2 separate regions of the Gossypium hirsutum genome follow, and region 2 is linked to region 1. The links are chromatin contacts, called in public Hi-C maps. All regions are on one chromosome and are shown on one strand. The core of a region is the stretch at or near the end of the contact, and the rest is flanking DNA. Distances in the headings are between cores, read along the strand shown. Region 1 holds the start of LOC121224577 (probable lipid phosphate phosphatase beta). Region 2 holds the start of LOC107946943 (scarecrow-like protein 22).

Region 1 (6,747 bases), core at 2,100-4,599:
AGCTACATCACCTTCACATCAATACCATAGAAATAAAATAAAATACACCAAAATAGCAGGGTGAAATATGTATTTGCAAAGAGGACTGTTGTTTTACCTAGAAACCTGTTATGGAACAAAAAGAATTGTTTGATCAGAAACTCTGAGAAAAACTGTTTCCATTTAGACCCAGCATCCACTATTCTCAATTCTCAAATACCAAGTATGGGCTAAGAAGAAGAAGGCAAGCTCTTGAAAAATATGGACTATAAGCAACAGTTAGATTGAAACATCTGGCTTAGTCCAACTTGCGATAGAACCTTTATTATTTGCCGTAAAGTTCACTACTGCCAGCATTAACGTTGGTCCAATAACAACCTAATAAGTGATTCTATACAAGGCAATGACACAAAATTTTCTTGAAAAGGAATATGTACTAAGTTTATAAGGCCTATAAGTAGGTTTTACATGTTTACTTGCACAAAGAAACTGAAATTGAATAACTAAAAAATGTTTCAAGAAAAATATAAAAAACTGTTCTCAATCTAGGATGGATGATTTTCGTTACCTGTTGGTCTAGTTAGACCTCAAAGAAAATGTTAATCAAATATTTATCAGAAAATAACCAAAGACAATTGTTATATATGTTAATAATATCTGGTAAAAACAAATCACCTTGGATCAATCAAAGGGGATTGAAATTATTGTAACAACAGGCACTAGTAAAGCTGGTCTACGAAAAGAGAACAATAAATTTCATTTAACACTACCAACTAGATATATCCATCACTAAACACTTCAGAGATAAATCTTTTGATGGAAGATTTTTATATGGTTTTAAAAGCGGGGTACCGTTAATAGATAAAAGAAAAGAAAAGAACTTAAAACTGGCATCTTTCATCACTTAATGAAAGAAACAAGGAAATTCAAGTATTTGTTTGCATAATTGTCAACGATTTAAAATGAATGAGAGAACTTCCATTTAATTACTGTAACGAAGATCATCTACATTATGAAAAAACACACCTAGAGTAAGCTATAGCAATGAAGCAACTGAAATATCAAACAATACCTTCCTTGATGTACAAATCCTTTACAATTATGAAATGATCTTGGAAGTAAGAAAATATATACAAACTGACTAAACATCCCTACTATCAAACACATTTTTAAATCGAATAGTCATTTCTAATGGTTGATACACAAGCTTCTCTATGAAAAGGTCACCGAGTTTATACGACTAATCAAACTCCAGCTCCTCAACATCAATAAAGTGCTGGACCATGACTAGGTTGATTTACATGAGGAATTATGCTACTAACTTCACTCAATTGACAACAAACCATGTTGTGGTCATACAAAGAACTTGCTCCCTCATCCAACCAAAAACTAAAAGACCTTCAAAATTTTTCAACAAAACAAAATTTTGAAAAAGTGATAATTGATTAGCTTAAAATACATAGTTTGAATTTCAAATATCAGCAAATTTTGCATCAATTATTACAAAGCAAAAGAATTCCCCCATGTAAACAGTAAGTACAAAATTTAGCAACAAAACTAAACCCCATAAATAGATAAAAGAAAATAACTTAAAATTGGCATTCATGACATTGTTAATGAAAGAAACGAGGAAATCCAAGTAATCTTTTTCCATAGTTGTCAACAATTCAATAATGAAGAGGAAAACTTCCAATTAAATGCAATAACAATGGTCATCTGTTTTATTAAAAATGCACCTACAGAAAGCCATAGCAATGAAGCAACTGAAATATTGAACAATACATTCCTGCCTGTATATATCCTTTACGATTATGAAATGATCTTAGAGGGCAAACTAATCATGTTTAACTAAATTATAAGTTATCAAGTGCATAAAATAATTACCATATAAAAATATATCAGCCTTCTTAACCAAAATATTGCAGTAAGAAATACATACAAATCGATTAAACATCCTTACAATCAAACCCTTCACGTGTGAAATAATAGTAGTAGAATACACATTTGTAACTTGAATCATGATTCAATGGTTTATAGGAAAGTATCTCTATCAACTCAAAAGGGGGCGACCGATTTTTATAGAATCAATCAAACTCCATCTGGATCATGACTAGGTTGATTTACATAAGGAATTATGCTACTAGCTTCATTCAATTAATAACAAAACATATTGTGTTCATAAAAAGAATGATTTCCCTCAGCCAATCAAGGACTAAAATACCATCAAAACGTGACTATGGTAAGCAAATATGCCAAAATGATCTGGGAAAACTCATTTAGAATATCGTCTGGCAAATGAAACCATATGTAACCTTACGCTTCATGAAAGCGAAAGAAACATTGTAGCAAACAGTTCTCAAGCTTATAAATTGTACAATTTTGAAATAAATCCAAAGAGTGATAAATAATTAGCTTAAAATACATAGTATGAATTTCAATTATCAACAACTTTGAAATCAATTATTACAAAGCAAAACAATTCCCCCATGTAAAAAGTACAAACATTAGTAACAAAAAATCAAACCCCATACCTTCTAGAATGCTCTCTAAAATCTCAAAAACCGACACGCAACAATCCCTTCAAGCACCCTAACAAACGCTCCAACCAAAACATCGGAAAGGAAATGCCTTCCAAGCAAAACCCTTGAAATAGCAGTCAGTATAGCCCAAACCCAAACGCCAAATAGAAACAAACCGGGTTCAAATTTAACCCACCGTAGAATAAAATCCAAAATGAGTCCCCCGTGGTTTTGATAAATAAGGGGGAAGAGAGTAGCTAAAAACATAACCCTTGAAGCATGGCCACTGGGAAAGAGAAGTTATCAGCGTGAACAGCGGGGGATGTGTTTGGGTTGTAATGAGGACGGATACGACGGAAGGTTAGTTTGATGAGGCCAATCAAATCGAGGTCGAGAAGGTGGCCGAAGATGAAAAGGATGAATAGAAAGGAAAAGAAAGAGGAAACGAGGAACAAAGAGAGGGAAACATGGAAGGAAAACTAGAAATCGGCAGAGTATTCGAGGAGGAGGAGAAGGAAAATTGGGAGGATAGGCTTGAAGATTGTGTGGAGGAAGAGTAAAACTGAGGCGTCTATGGTTATTAGGGCCTTCAAGAAAGATGAGGATGATTTAGTGGTTGTTTCCGGCAATCCCATTGGCGGCGTGGGTAGGTAGCTGAGTGAGTGGACGGTTAACTCTCACAAAATACAGTTTACAGTTAAAACGTGAATTCTTTCATACAATTACCTGTTTGGGTCTGATTGGATGATAAGGGTGCCATTTATAATATGGGCCTTTTCGGGCTAATTATCAGTGTCTTGTTATGGGCTTTGTTGGACAATTTAATGGATATAATAAGATATATTGGATCACCATCTTTATTATCCCAAATATGAGACCATACCCATCCATCCAATTACTGTTTTGTAGCTTAAAACTTTTCCATTCACCAAATTGAATTAAGCAGTTTAATATTAAACACTTGAGCTATGCAAATGTAAATATTGAAACGTTTAATACCTAAAATACCAAATTAGTAACTTTAATTTCATGTACTAAAGAATTTGTTGGGCATTTAATCTAATCAAATTTAAACATGTCAGCCGAATATAATAATAGCTCCAACTTGTTAAAACTACACCATGAGATAAAGTATGTACTTTTTGACATACCATCAGCATTATATCTAGTAGATTATCCATTTGTTTTTTGCAAACTTCAAACATGCAATAACATTCTACTTATTTTGAAAAAATGGAAGTGAGGAAGGTTTAAATGATTAGATCAAATCAAAGAGGTTTTAGTACACATAACCAAATTGTATGGCCAAATATGAACAAGGAGATTCGAGGGGTCACATCCGATTAGCTAGATAGGAATTTCTCAATAACATGGACAATAAAGATGGCATGGGACCAACTATTAACCTTTAGGGTTTAAGGGTCATGTGAATTTCACTGCACCTCTCATAGAATTTAAAGAAAATTTAGAATCCTCCAAATATAAACGCACACAAATTACTCTTTGGATCTACCTCTTGATTCAATGTTATTCTAATAATACTCTCATTTCCAACCATAGAAGAAAGGGCCCAATTAGACTTTTTATAGAGAATAATTTTTTTTGTAGAGAGGGACAAGTAGATATTTGTTTGTTGAGGTGATTTTGATCACTCAAGGAGATGTTGGTATTGTCCGTCGAGATCTAACAAATCTTTGTGTAAGTTAATGATAATAGCAGAGTAAAAAAGTAGTTATGGTATGAGTTCACGCTAGAGGTATAGTGTACCTATATGTCTAAAGTACTGTTCAAGTTATGATATAAGGTAATCTAGTTAGGAGTCAATTAGATTTTGTAGGCCATTATGAAAAACAAGCTCTGAATTCAGGTGACAAGTGTTGGGCTCTTATAAGAGAAATTGGAATACCTATATAAGTGTATGAGTTTAGAGATAAAGGGTTATTATTCTTCTTTTTCCTTCTTCTAAAATATTGTTATCTGAATTTTTCTGGAACCAAAAACATTTCTTTCTCCTTTAAGTTGGAGGTTGTTACTTGGATCTGCTCAATGTTTATTGCATGTATGGGTTAGTAATATGACTTTGCATGTTGAACTCAGAAAGAGTAGTCTATAAAGAATATACGAGTAGTAGAATAAAGTATGAGGCTCTGCATGGTGGTTATCAGTGTTTTGAATGCTTAGTGATTAAGGATGATGATTCATCCATGGAAAATAAAATAAAGAAAAGGACAAAATTGGAAAGTAAAATAATAAATGATGATAAATGATAAAATACTGAAAATATAATCATTTATATCATATTTCCCAAATTAAAAGCATGGAAACGTAAGCTCAAGCCAACTTATTTTGCTTAATTAGGTAAGTATCTTTCCCCCGTTTTTAATGATTTTTACATTTCCGAGATCGTAATAACTTAATCTAGCTATCTCGGCCATTAATTTGCAAAGTTATCAAGGTAATAGGGTTTTACCATGGATGAACATAGATGAATTATGAAGTTTTATGGTAGAAAATGAAAGGTTGTTGATAGATAAACAACTTTTGTAAAGTGATTTTTTATGAAATTAAAGAAAAGGACTAAATTGGAAAGTAAAATAATAAAAGATTATAAATGATAAAATACTAAAAATATAATCATTTATATCATCTTTGCCAAATTAAAAGCATGGAAACCCTAGCCATGGAAACCTAAGCTCAAGTCAACTTATTTTGCTTTATTAGGTAAGTACTTTTTCCCCGTTTTTAATGATTTTTACTTTTCCGATATCATAATAACTTAATCTAGCTATCTCAGAGATTATTTTGCAAAGTTATCAAGGTAATAGGGTTTTACCATGGATGAACATAGATGAATTATGAAGTTTTATGGTAGAAAATGAAAGGTTTTTGATAGATAAACAGCTTTTGTAAAGTGAATTTTTATGAAATTAAAGATTTAGGGACTAAACTGAAAAGATGTGAAATCCATGGAAAAATTATAAATTTTATGAAATGAATGGGTTGTAAATGTTATATGTAAAATTCATCTACTTGGAATAAGGATTAAATTGCATGAATTTTATTTTCCGAGCCTAGGGATGAAGTCGTCATTAATTAAAAGTAAATGGGCAAAACGGTAATTTTGCCTAAGATATGAATTCGACTGAATTGAGTATAAATTGTATTAAATTGATGTAAAATTTACTAATATAGATCCGAATTGACCAAATTTGAAGTTAGAATGAGGAAAAGAGAAAGTGTCGAATTAATATATTTTACGTACAAGAACATTTGTTGAGGTAAGTTCGTGTAACTAAATTGTGTATATTTATATGTTTGAATTGAATGTGTATTTTTTAATTGTATAAATGTTATGAATACATGAAATTGATCACATATCCGACAGTGCCTGATATATGTTAAATCCCGTTTGAATAAATAAAAATTCGATGGATACAGGATTCCCGATTAGTTGTAGTCCTGCATATGTTGCGGACACACCATAGCTCTTCTGAGCATTCCGTTGTAAGCCCTCTTGAGCTTCCCGTTATATGGTTCCTGCGAGTATCTCGATTGATAGTGATCCTGCATGTGTTGCGGACATACCGCAGCACTTTGTGAGTGTCCTGCTATATGATCGGTAGTGATCCTGCATGTATTGCGGACATACTGTAGCTCTTTGTGGGTGTCCTGTAATGTGGCTCTCCGGAGCTTCGTGATATGGCTTGCTTGAACTTCCCGATATATAGCTATCCGAAGCTTCTGATTAATGGCTCTTCAGAACTTCCCGTTAAAGGCTCCTTGTGAGCTTTCTGATTTAGGCTCTTACGAGCTTTCTGTTATACAGCCTGGATATGCTTCCTGTTACATGGCTCATATGAGCTTCCCGTTATATGGCTCGAGAGAGTGCTTTCTGATTATGTGCTCTAATGAGCACTCCTAAATATGAATTGACGGATTATAATTGTACACCTCGAGTGTACTACATGTGTATCCATCAATATTTCAAATAAATTCAAAAGGAAAAATCCTAACATGAGAAAATATGATCCCAATATGAATTATTACACGTATCTGCCTGAAATACATGAAAATGATGATACATGATATATGGAAGTATAAGATGATGATATATGAACATGGAATTTGTTTGATGAATATGTTCATCTATGATTATAGATTTGTACACCTCGAGTGTACTTCTCGTGTTTCCATCTATATTTTAATTGATTTAACGACCAAAATCCTGATATGAAATAATATAAACTTG
Region 2 (6,747 bases), core at 1,784-4,283, 130 kb before region 1:
AACAAGTGAAGCCTGGCGCTTCTCAACATGAAATCCCCTCACTTGAGCTCTCTTCACCACACAATCTGCCTGACTTTCAGTGAAGTTACTGAATGTTACAGAGGTGAATCCAGCTGAGGCAAAAAGTGTGCTCCAAAGAGGCATCTTCTCAGGTGTTTGCAGACGCCCCAGCACGCTGCTTTCAATCCTTGGTACAAAAAGGAACCTCTCAATCTTGTTCACAGCATCGGATGTCGCATTACCAGCATCAAGTGATTCTAATAGGTTTGTATATGACTGAAAGGCATGGATCACATGTTGTGGGAATGCCAGATCATTTCTATCACACCCTTGGTCTAAAGACACCACAATTTTTGGTGAAAGCTGCTTCACAAAGCGCATAAGATGGGGCAAAGCAGAGGGCCGATTCGAACAAGACCAAACAGGGAAATTCACAGCAATTGCCTCATTTCCATTTGATTGAAACATTGGCAAAGAATGAGGGTTCTGATCTAAAGAATCGAAATTAACCACCTCAAGCTCAAAACTTAGACCAATTTCATTAGCAAATTGCATAAGAATATCACGCATAAGCCCAAGCTCAATAGAATGGTGCATTGAAGGGGAGGCAAAGGCAGTAATTCTCAATGAGGGAGCTCCTCTACTCCTCATGGGAAGCTCCTGCATAAAGGAAGCCCATTGAGCACCAAAACCAATATCAAAGTCCACAATGTGAATCCGATCAGTATCATCAAGAGCTTCAAGGAGAGCCTGATTGCAAGTAAAATTGACGAATTGGATGAGCGGAGAAACTTCAGAGAAGACCTTGTAAGCCCCCATTTTGAAGATAACATCGAAAGCGGTGGGGCTCCTTGGAGGCGGGGGAGAGACTGGGTTATTCATGAGGAGAAGTACTTGTAAAGCCTCCTTGAAGTAGAAAGCAGCCCTTTGGAGGGGCATACCTACAGGGGAGACCTGGTGATTGAGCCGCGCCAATATCAATTGCGCGTGTGAAAAATTCCCAGTCCCTACCAACTCAGCAGCCTTGTAAAGCTGGTCGAACAATGTGGCTTGTTGTTGCTGGTGTAACTGGTACTGATGCTGTGGCTGAGCCATCTCCTCTCCTGGGACCAGCACTCTCTTCTTTTCGACCATCAGCGGCTGCTGCTGAGGAACATACTGGACTCCCTGAGAAAACCCCATATGCTGTTGCTGTTTTCTCGTAAACAACTCATGCCCGGCATCAGCAAAGGGGAGTTTTGGGATCTGAGAAGAAAGTTCTAAGTTACCAGAATGGAGGCGCTGTGGTAAAGGCTGGAGGAGGTGATGTTCTTGAGCCAATGGCAGGAAAAAGTTCGGATATTGGGGATGCTGTTGTGGACCAATGAAAATCCGAGGTTTCTCTTCTTGATGCTGCTGTTGATAAAGGATAGGCAAAGAAACAGGAAGGCCAAAATTGCTAGCCGGAGAGCTAAACAATGGATTTTGAATGTTACAATTGGACCCAACAGTAGCACCGAGAACCTTGCTATTGTTAACAAGCTCAACTGAAGAACAACTTGGTTCATTCTCATTGTTGGCATTCGGCACAAACCCAGAAACAGGAAAACCTCCCAAATTAAGAGCAGCATTTGAAATCCCATTGCCAGAACCAGAAGAAATTAGGCTACCAATTGGGTCAGACGCTGGACCCTGATCAACAGCCCCCACCCCTGCATTGCCTTCAAAATCAACACCCTGATTAGGACCACTACTCCCACTTTGAAGCAGCTGCTTGAGACCGAAGGAAGGGTCATCCACCTCACCAGCAATCCAACGCAGAAGCGAGTGGTCTTGATTCAGAGACACGGCTGACTCAGACAGCATAGTCTCCCAATCTTCCAATCCGCTATTGCATCTCTGAGAGCCTCCAGGCCCTGGAACAAGGTCTAGTTCACTCGGGATAGGTTGAAGCTCCGAGGCCCATTCTTCTTTGCTATTGTTTGGAGCTGTAGTCTCAGGAGGTGCTATGGTGGCCGCCGTGGTGTTGGTATTTCCGGTGGAACTGACTCCGCCTCCAGAACCGGTGGCTCCGCCGTTAAAAGAAGAAGAGAGAGTGGATGCTGATGTGGGTGGGCTTTGGCTTCTTCTTAAATGAAGAACAGAAGTTGGTTCTGGTTCGTTGTTGTAGTAAAAGCTGTTTTCAAAGTTAAAGCTATTAGCTTCTCGTTGCTTTATCCACTTGTTATGTTGACAAATCGAAGCAAAACCCGGGAGTTCCACCGCCCCTTTAGCCTGTAACTCAAAGTGCATTTGTATTGTAATACAAACGAAAAGACAAAGACACGCTAAGTTTTTGGAGAATCAGAAATAATAGAAAGACAATATTTTTACTAACAGCACCATAAAAAACCTTTCTTTGCATGCCATAAAATCAATCTCCCCCAACTTCGACCAAAAAAAGAAAAGAAAAAAGACCCATTTCACCAAACTAGCTCCTTTTGTCATCCGTCACCTTGTTCCTTCTCCCTCTTAACCTCCATCCTTATTATCCCCCCCTTACTCAGGCTTGCCAACAATCTATATTTTTCAGTTCCATCAAAGAAATTATTTTTTCCCTCTCTTTTGGGGGAAGTTAATGGGCTGAAGCTGCTGCTTGTTGGTCCTCTTCTACCCTTGTGTCGTAGCAGTACTGTGTACCCTTGGCTGTTCTGCCAAGGATGCGTGTATCATAAAAAAAGGAATAAAGTGCCCTTCCTCTTCCCCGTTTCTCTCTCTGTATTCCTATCTTTCCATCTCTTTCATATATTTTCCTTTTTTGGCTTGCTTTTTCTTTATTTTTTTTTGAATAATTATTTATCTGATAATAGAGTGTTAATTACCTGCCCAGATTTAATCAGATTGTGTATGTAGCTTAAGTAATACTTATTAAAAAATAATAAATGCATAATAAAATAGATTAAACTCATAATTACTTGATTCCATACTTAAAAGCTCAGCACATTTCATAACGTAAGTGGTAATCTGCAAACTCCATATGATCTTGACCTTTTGGACTTTGGGGCACTCTTCTACTGTAATTTACACAACAGGTCCCTCCTTTTTTTTAGTATTATCAGAATAGAAAATATAGGTAGCTTTTTGCTCTTTGGCAGAAACATTGAGGTAAACTATCCAATCTATATTCACTTTTTCTTTTTTCTATATATATTTTGTTGGTAGTGGATCAAGAATATTTGATTTGATTTGATTAATGACTGATGTAGAGTTGTTAGAATTATTCTTTTTACCAAAAATAAATATAAAGCCCTAGTAATTAAATTTACTTACTACTAATCCGTAAAACAGTGAAATGAAAAATGAAAATCTTGTGGCAGTGACAGTCGCAGTGGCAGGCACATCTCTGTAATGGACTTTTCAGACCGCTAAGGTGGAGCTAAAGGCAGGGCACCTAAATCAATGAAAGATTTACACTTGTTTTTTCACCTACACTGACAGACTGACCCCTTGTTGTAACATGTAATGAAGGTAAAAAGTAAAAAAAATTAAAAAGCCAAAAAGTTAATGTTCTTACTGTCCCTCAATTACCCACATCTTTTCTCTTTATTACTTATCCAAGTGATTGGTAATTTTGATTTGCCCCTATGATGTATTTTCTTCTGGGCCTGTCTCCTTCGCTCTTTGCAGTAGTTTTACATCTCTGCAACTACAAGCCCATATCATTGGCTTGTGAACATTGAAGGGCCCTCGCCTTATTGAACACTTCAATTTTCAAAGTCAAGCCATTTTGATTATGACCCTTTTTCTTACAATCTGCTTTGCCAGCTAAAAATGAACAAAATATCTATTGCAAAAAAAACCCTTCATATATTTTCAGCTTAAAAGGTAAGAGCGCAATGACTGGCAGTGTTGGATTTGGGATTCAAGGCACTGCTCTAAAAGACAAGCTCCCTTGTCTACACACTTATTAAACAAAACAAGATTTAGGGTAATTTGTGTAGGGAGGAGGGGACAAAACTTCTTTGAAATTTATAGGAAAAACATGATATGGACATGTTTGTCAGGGTGAAGAAGGGTTTTTATTTTATGTCCAGCTCCATGTGATGCCTAACCAAACCCTCTCTCCTTCCATCTTATGAACTGGAAAGTGACACAGCTCTAGTCCTCTTTGTCCCCACAACAGTATTTTTATGGGTTTTTTTTTCCTATTTTTATTGGTTTCCTTTCCTCTCGTTGTTTTCAGGATTGTTATGAAGACATGACTTCACCAGGTCTCTTCCCTCTCATCAAGGCCAAATATTGAAGGACCCCAGTCCCACACATTGCCCCCATTTCTAATTTACATTTTGATAATAATATAAGATCTTTAAAGTTGTCTACCAGTCCCCATTGAAGATCTTAATGATTTTATTGATCTTAATGATTTTATTTATTTTTCTCTGCTTGCTGGCTTTAGAAAAGCAACTATAAATAACATGAACATACATACGATGTTGTTATTGACATTCATTCACCTTAATGAAATTCATGAATCTACCAAGGACTAAAATTGAATCTACCAAGGACCAAATCTCAAGAGTTTTAACAAATAGATTCAATCATCATATAGGATCGAGGAGCAGGAGTAGGAGAGTAGGACCATAACAAAGCAGATTTTTTTCTTGCTGGAGTTTTCACATCATAGACCAGTAAACTTTCAAGATCTTTTTTTGTATGCCTTTAAATTATTTTGGATTTTTCATTGGAATGCTTAAATCTATGTTACCCATCTTTAATGACCTTTCAAACTGTAAAGCTGAAGCCTTTTTGTTTATAGTAATATTTTAATTCATGTAACTTTGGTCAGCTTTTTAACCATTATGATAATGATATATCAGGACTGGCTTTAAGCCTGAATAAGGTAACCAGATAAAGTTGCATTCAACCCTACTGTTTAATTAATTAACCAATTCCTGTTACCATACATATTAAGTTGAGAATGACCACATTCGGGACCAAAAGAAAAACTAATTAATTAACCAATTATTGCTAATGACTAGAAAGTGATGGATGGCTTTAGTAGATAAAAATAGGGCATGATGAGTTGGGTGTATGTCGGGGAATGGTCACCACTCACCAGCAAATTCATTAGCTTAACAAAACTCTTATAACCAAAGTGGTAACAAAAGGAGGAGACAAAGCTTTGCTTTCGGCTGGGTTTTTGCTTGTTGGTTTGGTCTAAATTTGCCTTTGTCTCCATTGCTTGCTTGACCTTTCTTTCTTCCCCTTTGCTAAATTGTTTTGTGGATGTTGCATACTATTTGTTCCCTCTGAAATGAAGATTAAGTGCCTTTTTCTCCTTGTTTGTTTCTCTAACAACAAAAAATAGTCTGAAAATGATTAGATTTGGTCAAGTAGAATAATTAAGACACTCAAAATGAATCCTCCCAAGTCTTATATATTCGTATCCAGATAACAGGAAGATATAGACATTACTAGAAGGGATATTGGTTCATATATTTTCTTTTGGTGCCATCATTTCCATGTAAAATACGAGGACCGGAGAAGAAGGATAAAGATAGATTTGGGCTCTTTTTTTTGTTTGTTTTTGAAATGTGGTTCAGCACCATTTGATCTTTGCTTTTAACATATTTCTAAAGCAGCCCACAAAAAGTTTGCTGCCAGTTTTGCTCTGAACTTGGGCTCCGATATTGGATATTCCTCTGTTTCTCCCTCTACGTTTTGCTTCCGGAGAAGCACGGAAATGACAAAAGGTTGAAATTCTGCTATTAGTCCATGTACTCTGATAAGTTGTGAATTTAGTCTCTATACTTTAATTTGGTCAATTTTTAGTCCTTACACTTTTCAAATTTTAAAATTTCAATCCAAACCAAATGGTAGTAGTTAAATCTATTTGGTTAAATTTTACTATTAGTCTTGTACTATGCCTAAAGTTGTAGATTTAGTCTATGTTCTTGAATTAGATCATTATTAGTCTCTATATTTTTTGAATTTTGAAATTTTAATTTTAAGGTAAACGACAATCTTTAAATCTATAGTTGAATTTTTTATAAGTAATATGTGAAAATAGTAAGTTGATATGACATTATATATATAACAATATGTTGCCACTATCATATTTTGAAAATAACATAACTTAATGAATTTAACTGTTTGATGGGGATTACAATTTTAAAATTCATAAGGTATATGGACTTAAAATGATCAAATTAAAGTATAAGAATTCGATTCACAACTTACACATAATATAGGGACTAATGACAGAATTTAACCGATGGCAAAATCTTAAGCCTATTACACAGTAAATGACAACCATTAATGAACTCAAGGATTTGCATGTAATTAAATCTTTTCCTCTCTGCCTAAATAACTGAGCAAACAGGTGAGTCATTAGTCTATATTTTACTTTAACAGGGGTTGCCTATATATTAGGATCAAATCAAACTCTTTATCATATGTAATAATTGATAAGTCTGACCACATGAATCTGAACCACCAAACTCTCGCCCTTGTAGCTACCATCTACCAAGTTGCATCAGAGTTTTAGCTTCGGGTCCCAATTGGAGACCCATTATATGCAAAGGTGCAATGGATTCGGATGTGTATACATCGCTGTAAGTTGGTGAGGCTCATGTTTCTCACCCTGTGTTCCGAGCCAATATGTCTTAATTCAACATGCCATGGACATAGAGAGACAAAATCTGAAACAAAAGGAAAGCGACCATAGGATCGACATGGGCACTTGCTGAGGTGGTCCGTGTGAAGGGCCCAGTGACTGACGTGGCAGCA

Evidence for each region. A called contact is a pair of places that touch in the nucleus more often than the background predicts.
Region 2: a Hi-C map of leaf shows a contact between it and region 1, with 2.9 times the contacts expected there. The contact joins the promoter of LOC107946943 here to the promoter of LOC121224577 in region 1. A contact is called at or near these places in 3 of 34 Hi-C or Micro-C datasets (hypocotyl and leaf).

Annotation. Positions count from the first base shown.
Region 1 is chrD12:57,827,744-57,834,490 of Gossypium_hirsutum_v2.1, reverse strand. LOC121224577 (probable lipid phosphate phosphatase beta) reads right to left here and starts at 3,349. Exons shown (of 2, transcript XM_041108040.1): 1 at 2,981-3,349; 2 at 2,388-2,798. The coding sequence starts at 3,133. The coding sequence ends at 2,526.
Region 2 is chrD12:57,956,548-57,963,294 of Gossypium_hirsutum_v2.1, reverse strand. LOC107946943 (scarecrow-like protein 22) reads right to left here and starts at 3,033. Exons shown (of 1, transcript XM_041107403.1): 1 at 1-3,033. The coding sequence starts at 2,271.